Regions from separate parts of the Mus musculus genome. Here region 2 is linked to region 1. Evidence: chromatin contacts called from public promoter capture Hi-C data. All regions are on one chromosome and are shown on one strand. The core of a region is the stretch at or near the end of the contact, and the rest is flanking DNA. Distances in the headings are between cores, read along the strand shown.

Region 1 (3,125 bases), core at 440-2,939:
TTGTAATTTTTTTTTTAGATTTATTTATTATTATACATAAGTACACTGTAGCTGCCTTCAGACACACCAGAAGAGGGCATCAGATCTCATTACAGATGGTTGTGAGCCACCATTTGGCTGCTGGGATTTGAACTCAGGACCTTCAGAAGAGCAACCTGCTGAGCCATCCCACCAGCCCAGTATTGTAACTTTACTACTGTTATGAATTGTAAATTCATAACAATGAATTTGTATCAAAATCAAATTTTGTAGCAAAATTGCAGTTATGAAGCAGCAATGAAAATAATCTTATGAAGCCTGGCTGTGGTGGCCCAAGCCTTTAATCCCAGCACTTGGGAGGCAGAGGCAGGCGGATTTCTGAGTTCAAGGCCAGCCTGGTCTACAAAGTGAGTTCCAGGACAGCCAGGGATACACAGAGAAATCCTGTCTCGAACCCCCCCCCCAAAAAAAAGAAAAAAAAATAACCTTATGGTTGGGGGTCACCACAACATGGGGAATTGTATTAAAGATTAAAGAGTTGCAGCTTCATAACAGTAGCAAAATTAGTTATGAAGTAGCAACAAAAATAACTTTATGGTTGGGAGTCACCACAACAAGAACTGTATTAAAGGAAGGTTGAGAACCACTGTTCTATCCCATACCCCAGCCTCAGGCCACTCTTGCATAAAAACTCAGATGGCCTCAGATATTTGCCTCTGCAGTCTTTTGAAGGCACTCCAGGGCCTCAGAATTTAAATCCCAGCCTAGACCCTCGGATCACTCAGCATTGCCTCCGTATTTTGAGGTTCCTGGAAGGCCCAGGTCCTGGAGGCACAGTCCTTGAGCTATAGGGGCATCCTGTGCTATCAGATGAGTGAGTGTTCTGGAGCTTCGGAGCTCGAAGCCCCAGGCCCGCTCCCCACTTGTGGATCCGGTTTTTTGCTGCTCAGCATCTCGACACCTGGGTGCTGCTCAGCGCTACTCTTGCGCCGCCCCTGTTTCTGGTGTGTGTTGGATCCCCACATATCTTTCTTTAAAGAAAGGAGTGTGCATAAAAGGCCTCGAGGAGACCAATTCCCCGAGTTCATCCAGCTCCTACTTCTTGCCCTTGGTCTTCTGCGGGTGGCGCACGACCTGTTTCCCGGAACTCAACAGGTGAGGCAAGCCGACCTATCAGGCACGCGTGCAGAAGATGGGGACGCGCACGGAGAGCGGAAGCGCGCCGACAGCTAGTCTGGGCGCGCACCGAACGCTGGCGCTCACAGGAGGCGAAGGCTCTGCTAGGGTCCCCGCGAGCCCGGGTCCCTGCCAGCCTCTCACTCTGCTCAGGTGTCCTAGACTTGCTTAGGTTTGAGATACGTTTGTTGGGAGCGAAGGCGAGGTATTACGACCCCTCGCCCGCCTCTACAGGCTTGCACTTAAATCAAGAGGAAGCTATTGACCATGTTGGGCAGAATGAAAAGAGCAAGGCCAGAGAAGGGGACTGGACGCAGTGCTCTCGAGCTTCCGGGCTGAGCGGGAAACCCGTCTGGTTCAGAGCTACTTCCTGCGGGACCATGGCCCCAAGGCTCCTCGGAGCAAAGTGCTCCCAGGTCCTCAACCCTAAAACTGGAGCGGCTCCAGGAACCAGGACCTCTACTCACCTCCGCGTGTCTGAGTCACGACTGCCACCCACCTGAGACTCGCGCGGAAGCTGACAGTTTACCTGTCCGAGGTGCGCAGCGGCGACAGACCCAGCGGCAGGTGCAGCCCCGCCCCGCAGGCAGGGCTAGGGCGGACCTAGTGTCCCGCTTTAAGCCTGAGGCTAGTGCTGGTGAGTGTAGGAAGTTCCGTCCCGGGATCTTCAAACTTCCCGGCTTAGGGGCAGGGTTTGGTTTGACCAAAGGAGCCCAACCAGCGCAACCCGCAAAGGGCCACCCTGCTGACTGTCATGGTGTTTTGCCTCTCCAGCCCAAACTCTTCCTTTTCCTCCAGAAAGTCTTTCTTGATTCACATCCCACTCATAACTGACCCCGTGTCTTCTCTTGCCACTCAAAACCCCAGATATTTGGAAGAACCTTCTTCCATAAGGTGCCCCGCGCTTAGACAAAGAGGCAAAGCCGGGCGGTGGTGACGCATGCCTTTAATCCCAGCACTCGGGAGGCAGAGGCAGGCGGATTTCTGAGTTCGAGGCCAGCCTGGTCTACAAAGTGAATTCCAGGACAGCCAGGGCTATAGAGAGAAACCCTGTCTTGAAAAACCAACCAACCAACCAAACAAAAACCAAAGACAATGAGGCAAACCAAAGAAGAGCCAGGTGGCCCCAGGCTGCCATAATTCATCCCATCTCAATCTAGCCCAGGGAAGAAATAATCTCTAGAAACTGGATCTACATCATGAGGCTCAGAAATCAATACACACAGGTTTATTTTGCTTGTAAAAAGTTTTGCCGCTGTACGGATCCAGGTTAACTGGGAGGGAGGGGATCCAGAAGTTACTCTCTAGGCTTCCCACAAAGCAGGAGGCCACAGAGCAGGATCTGAGGCCCAGAAGCCAGGAGGTCCATGGCTTCCCACAAAGCAGGAGGCCACAGAGCAGGATCTGAGGCCCAGAAGCCAGGAGGTCCATGGCATTTAGGCTAATTTTACTGCATGGGGGTTTTATGAGCAACCTGCAGTTCTATAGGTACTAGGGTCATTCAAGAGTCTCAAGTCAGGTCTGTACCAATCTGAACCGTAGGAAAGTTGAAGCAAACCCCACAGGCACATCTGTGCCGTTCATAAATACCCTAAATATACATGGATTTCAATGATCCCTACATATACAAGTCTCCCGTGGTTAACATATACACATGGGCTTCGTAGGATGCCCATATACACCTACATATAGTCTAGGCCCTCCTTTGATCTTCATGTATTAACATATATGTAGACCATCCAGGATCCTACATATACATGGGCCATTTTACAGCCTCCCTCAACACATACATACACATTGTTATGGATAGGGGCAAGCTGTAGAGGTGGGGACTTATTCCTAGTCCAGGCTCCTGGAAAGTGGCATTTCTCCACCTGCCCCAGGTCGTCTATACATCCGTGCTCCTGGAACTGAAGCTGCAGGAAGGATAGGGTTGGTATGGGTCGGAGGCCAGGCCTGTCCCCAGGCAG
Region 2 (3,282 bases), core at 288-2,787, 2.4 Mb after region 1:
TGAGGAATCAATAATACCTGCTATTGACCTCAGACCTTTACAGGCACCAACATACATGGATATACACACACAAAGGGCATAGACCCATTGCTCAATGCATTTTGATTCCAGGACATCAGAGAAACCAGCCGGAACTAGCCTGAAAGCCTGCTGGCTGGCTTTCACAGTGCTGGATGGTGCTTAGCAGGCCACAGGGAGAGAAAAGCCATCCGTGGTCTTACCCAGCAGCCAACCCTGCATGCTACAACACCAACCCACCAAGCAAGATGTGCAGATTCAGTGCAAATGGTCTGGGGGTAACCAATCACTCTTGGTTTGGACCAAGTCCTGCTCTACAGCAGGAAATTCATCCCTGGTACTGTGAACTCAGTCAAAATATGGCGTGGGGGGGGGGGGCGGTCATAGGCTCTAGGGAATCTACTCCTGTTGTCTTGCTAAGTGAATGTCATCAAACTCCCTTCTAAATGTTCGTTTGTAGACAAAGGCTAGTGCTGTTCTTAGTCTTAGCCAGGGAAGCTTCTCTGCAGTGAGCAACAGTTGAGGAAGAAATTCATAACTCAGTGCTGAATGAGTGACTGTGGACAGCTCAGCCCTAAATGGGGCATCTGCATCAACCTGACCTCCAAGGTTCAGGGGACAGAAAGACTGTAAGAGCCAGAGGATGGGAAGGAATTCACTGTAGCCATAGCTACCTCAACAAGATCAAGGCAATAGCATCAGTCAACAGTCTAACAAGTGGCACTCACGGAACTCTAAAGTGAAAGAGAGAGGAGAAATAGAGAGAGACAGAGACAGAGAGAATGAAAGAAGAAAGGGGTATATTGGAGGTTATTAGAGGGGAAATGGGAAGAGAAAGTTAAGTGTGCATACAAACAAGATACATTGTATACATGTATGAAATTGGCAAAAATAAACAAATGATATCCACTAAATAGGTCACCTGCACACAGTAGGTACTCAATGGTTATGGATGAAGGAGGTTCCTGCTTCATAGACACATCATTAGGCCCAGGAAATCATATAGGCAGCATCTCTCTTCTTGGGGAAGCTCCGGGCTATCCTGAACACCAGCACACAGTAGTCACTTTCTCTGCACCTGTGGCCATGCTCACACCCCTCTATTTTTGCCCCTAACCCCGCAGGACCCCCTAAGTCTAAGCCCTATCAGGTGTTCTCAGTTGCCTGAGCTCACCCCTATGCCCTGCCACACTGTTCTTACTGCCTGACTTACCCTTCCTACACCTGATACATTGTGCTTCTCCTTAGGACCCCACTGGGAAGCTGCCTCCCAACCTGGCTCCAGATAAGAATCAGCCCTTCCTACAGCAGCCTGGGTTGGTCCCCTTGGCAGAACAGTGGCCTCATGTGAGTGATATTGATCCCTAGAGAAAGCTACTTCCTCTTCAGGAGGTGATCCCAGGTTCTAGGGTTCCCTGTTCCTCTCTAGCCAGAAGGGCAATTTTACCACACTCCCTCACAACCAGGAAGTGCCCCACCCCTCTGGAGCCTGTTCAGAACAAGCACAAAAGCTAGAATCATTCGGCCTGGCCTGCCGGTTCCCCCACAACTGCAAGCTCTGCTTGTGGGTAAGTAGCCTGCTCCCATTGCTGTTTATTATGAACGCTGGAGGACCTTTGGCCTTCCCCAAACTATCCTGAGGCAGTCTTACTCAACCCCCAAGCTCTGCCCCCAAAACCCTGACACCAATAAAGATGTCACCTGCACACTAGGTAAGAATTAACCCCATCAGGGAGCTGACCTGACAGGAACTATCCCTCACTTCTACCCCCATGGACTTCAGAAGGGCCTGGACTCTGGACCCCAGGAGTCCTGAGATTCCTGGCCTCAGAGTCCTCTCCTTTCCATAATCAGCCTCCCTCTCATCCCTCATGGAAGCCCTGGCTAACTGGGTCTCCTCCAACCCTCCGGGAGCTGGGATGGGTTCCTACAACCTCTTGGCAGAGGAACTGAGAACACTTAACATCCACACCTGCAACACATCTCCCATCCCAATTTTCAAGGTGGAATCTACCCCAAGCATACGGCACATACCTGGGGACAGACAGAGCCTTGGGCCTGATCCATTGGTTAGAATGCCAATAGCCATGCCTCTAACTGCCCAGTTTGAGACATGTTCTCACTGGGCATCCCTGGGCACCCTGTCCCAGTTCCTCCCTTTTCTGATCTGCTGAGCTGGGGTGTGCATGCAGCAAAGGAGATCTGATTTTCATGTTGTGGCCTGTGACTTGACCCTACTCGGCTGCAAGGTAGAGAGGTGGGGTGGGCGTGTAAAAGAGCGTCTGGTTTCCTAGCAGTGATCAATCTGTCTGAAGATGAATGAATATGGATAGTACTGGTCAGGGCCAGAGTGTTGACCCTCCAGAAATGTGAGAACAGGACAGACAGGGGGAGGGGCATTTCTATAGCTTCCAGAAGCCTTTTGGTCAGTGGAGAGAGATTTGGAGCACAAGAACTGCCCACACAAGTGTAGTATCACTGTGCCTCTCCTGGCTTCTGCTTTCCCTTCTTCTGGATCCCAGAGCCATACCCCCTCCTCTTCCTCCTCCTTCTTCTCCTAGTCTTCACTCTCCAACCCTAAATGAACACCCTGTGGTGCTTGAGTGGTCAGAATTCCAACTTCCTTGGAACCAGAGTCCAGGGCAGGGCTGAGGCTTAACACTGGGAACCTCGCAAGCCCCGTGGGGGGGGGGGGGGAGCCTCAGGAGGCGTGTCTTGATTGGCCAATGAATGCTCAGAGACTGTGTTGCGGGCTAGCCCAGATCCCAGGGTGGGTGGAGCGAGCTCCGGGGCGGGAGAACTAGCCCTGGTGAAGTGGGAGGACCCAAGCTATTGTGGGGTGGGACCTTTCCGGGTCACTAAGGAAGGGCCTCTATCAAGAAACACCTGGGAGGGCTCATCCACCCGAAATACACCCACTCTCTCCCGGAGAAAGCAGGAATACACCCACTCTCTCCCGGAGAAAGCAGGTACCCGAACCCAAGATGCCTACCTGGGTGCAGCTCGGGGCCCTTGATGGGATGTCGGGCGAAGGCAGTGGGGCCCTAACGGTGGAACCAGGGATAACTTTCTCTCTCTCTCTCTCTCTCTCTCTCTCTCTATATATATATATATATATATATATATATTAGATTTATTTATTGTATGTGAGTACACAGTAGCTGTCTTCAGACACTCCAGAAGAGAGAGTGTGTCAGAATTTGTTACAGGTGGTTGTGAGCCACCATGTGGTTGCTGGGATTTGAACTCAGGACCTTTGGAAGA

The links. Promoter capture Hi-C pulls out the DNA fragments that hold promoters and counts their contacts.
Region 2: a promoter capture Hi-C map of pre-B cells shows a contact between it and region 1, with 4 times the contacts expected there. The contact joins the promoter of Slc22a18 here to the promoter of Sigirr in region 1. A contact is called at or near these places in 2 of 39 promoter capture datasets (liver and pre-B cells).

The regions. Positions count from the first base shown.
Region 1 is chr7:141,098,857-141,101,981 of GRCm38.p6, forward strand. It overlaps Sigirr (single immunoglobulin and toll-interleukin 1 receptor (TIR) domain), which reads right to left and starts at 1,690. Exons shown (of 10, transcript NM_001355055.1): 1 at 1,623-1,690. Ano9 (anoctamin 9) reads right to left here. Exons shown (of 24, transcript NM_178381.3): 24 at 2,363-3,071. The coding sequence ends at 3,044.
Region 2 is chr7:143,472,252-143,475,533 of GRCm38.p6, forward strand. It overlaps Slc22a18 (solute carrier family 22 (organic cation transporter), member 18), which reads left to right and starts at 1,538. Exons shown (of 11, transcript NM_008767.3): 1 at 1,538-1,586.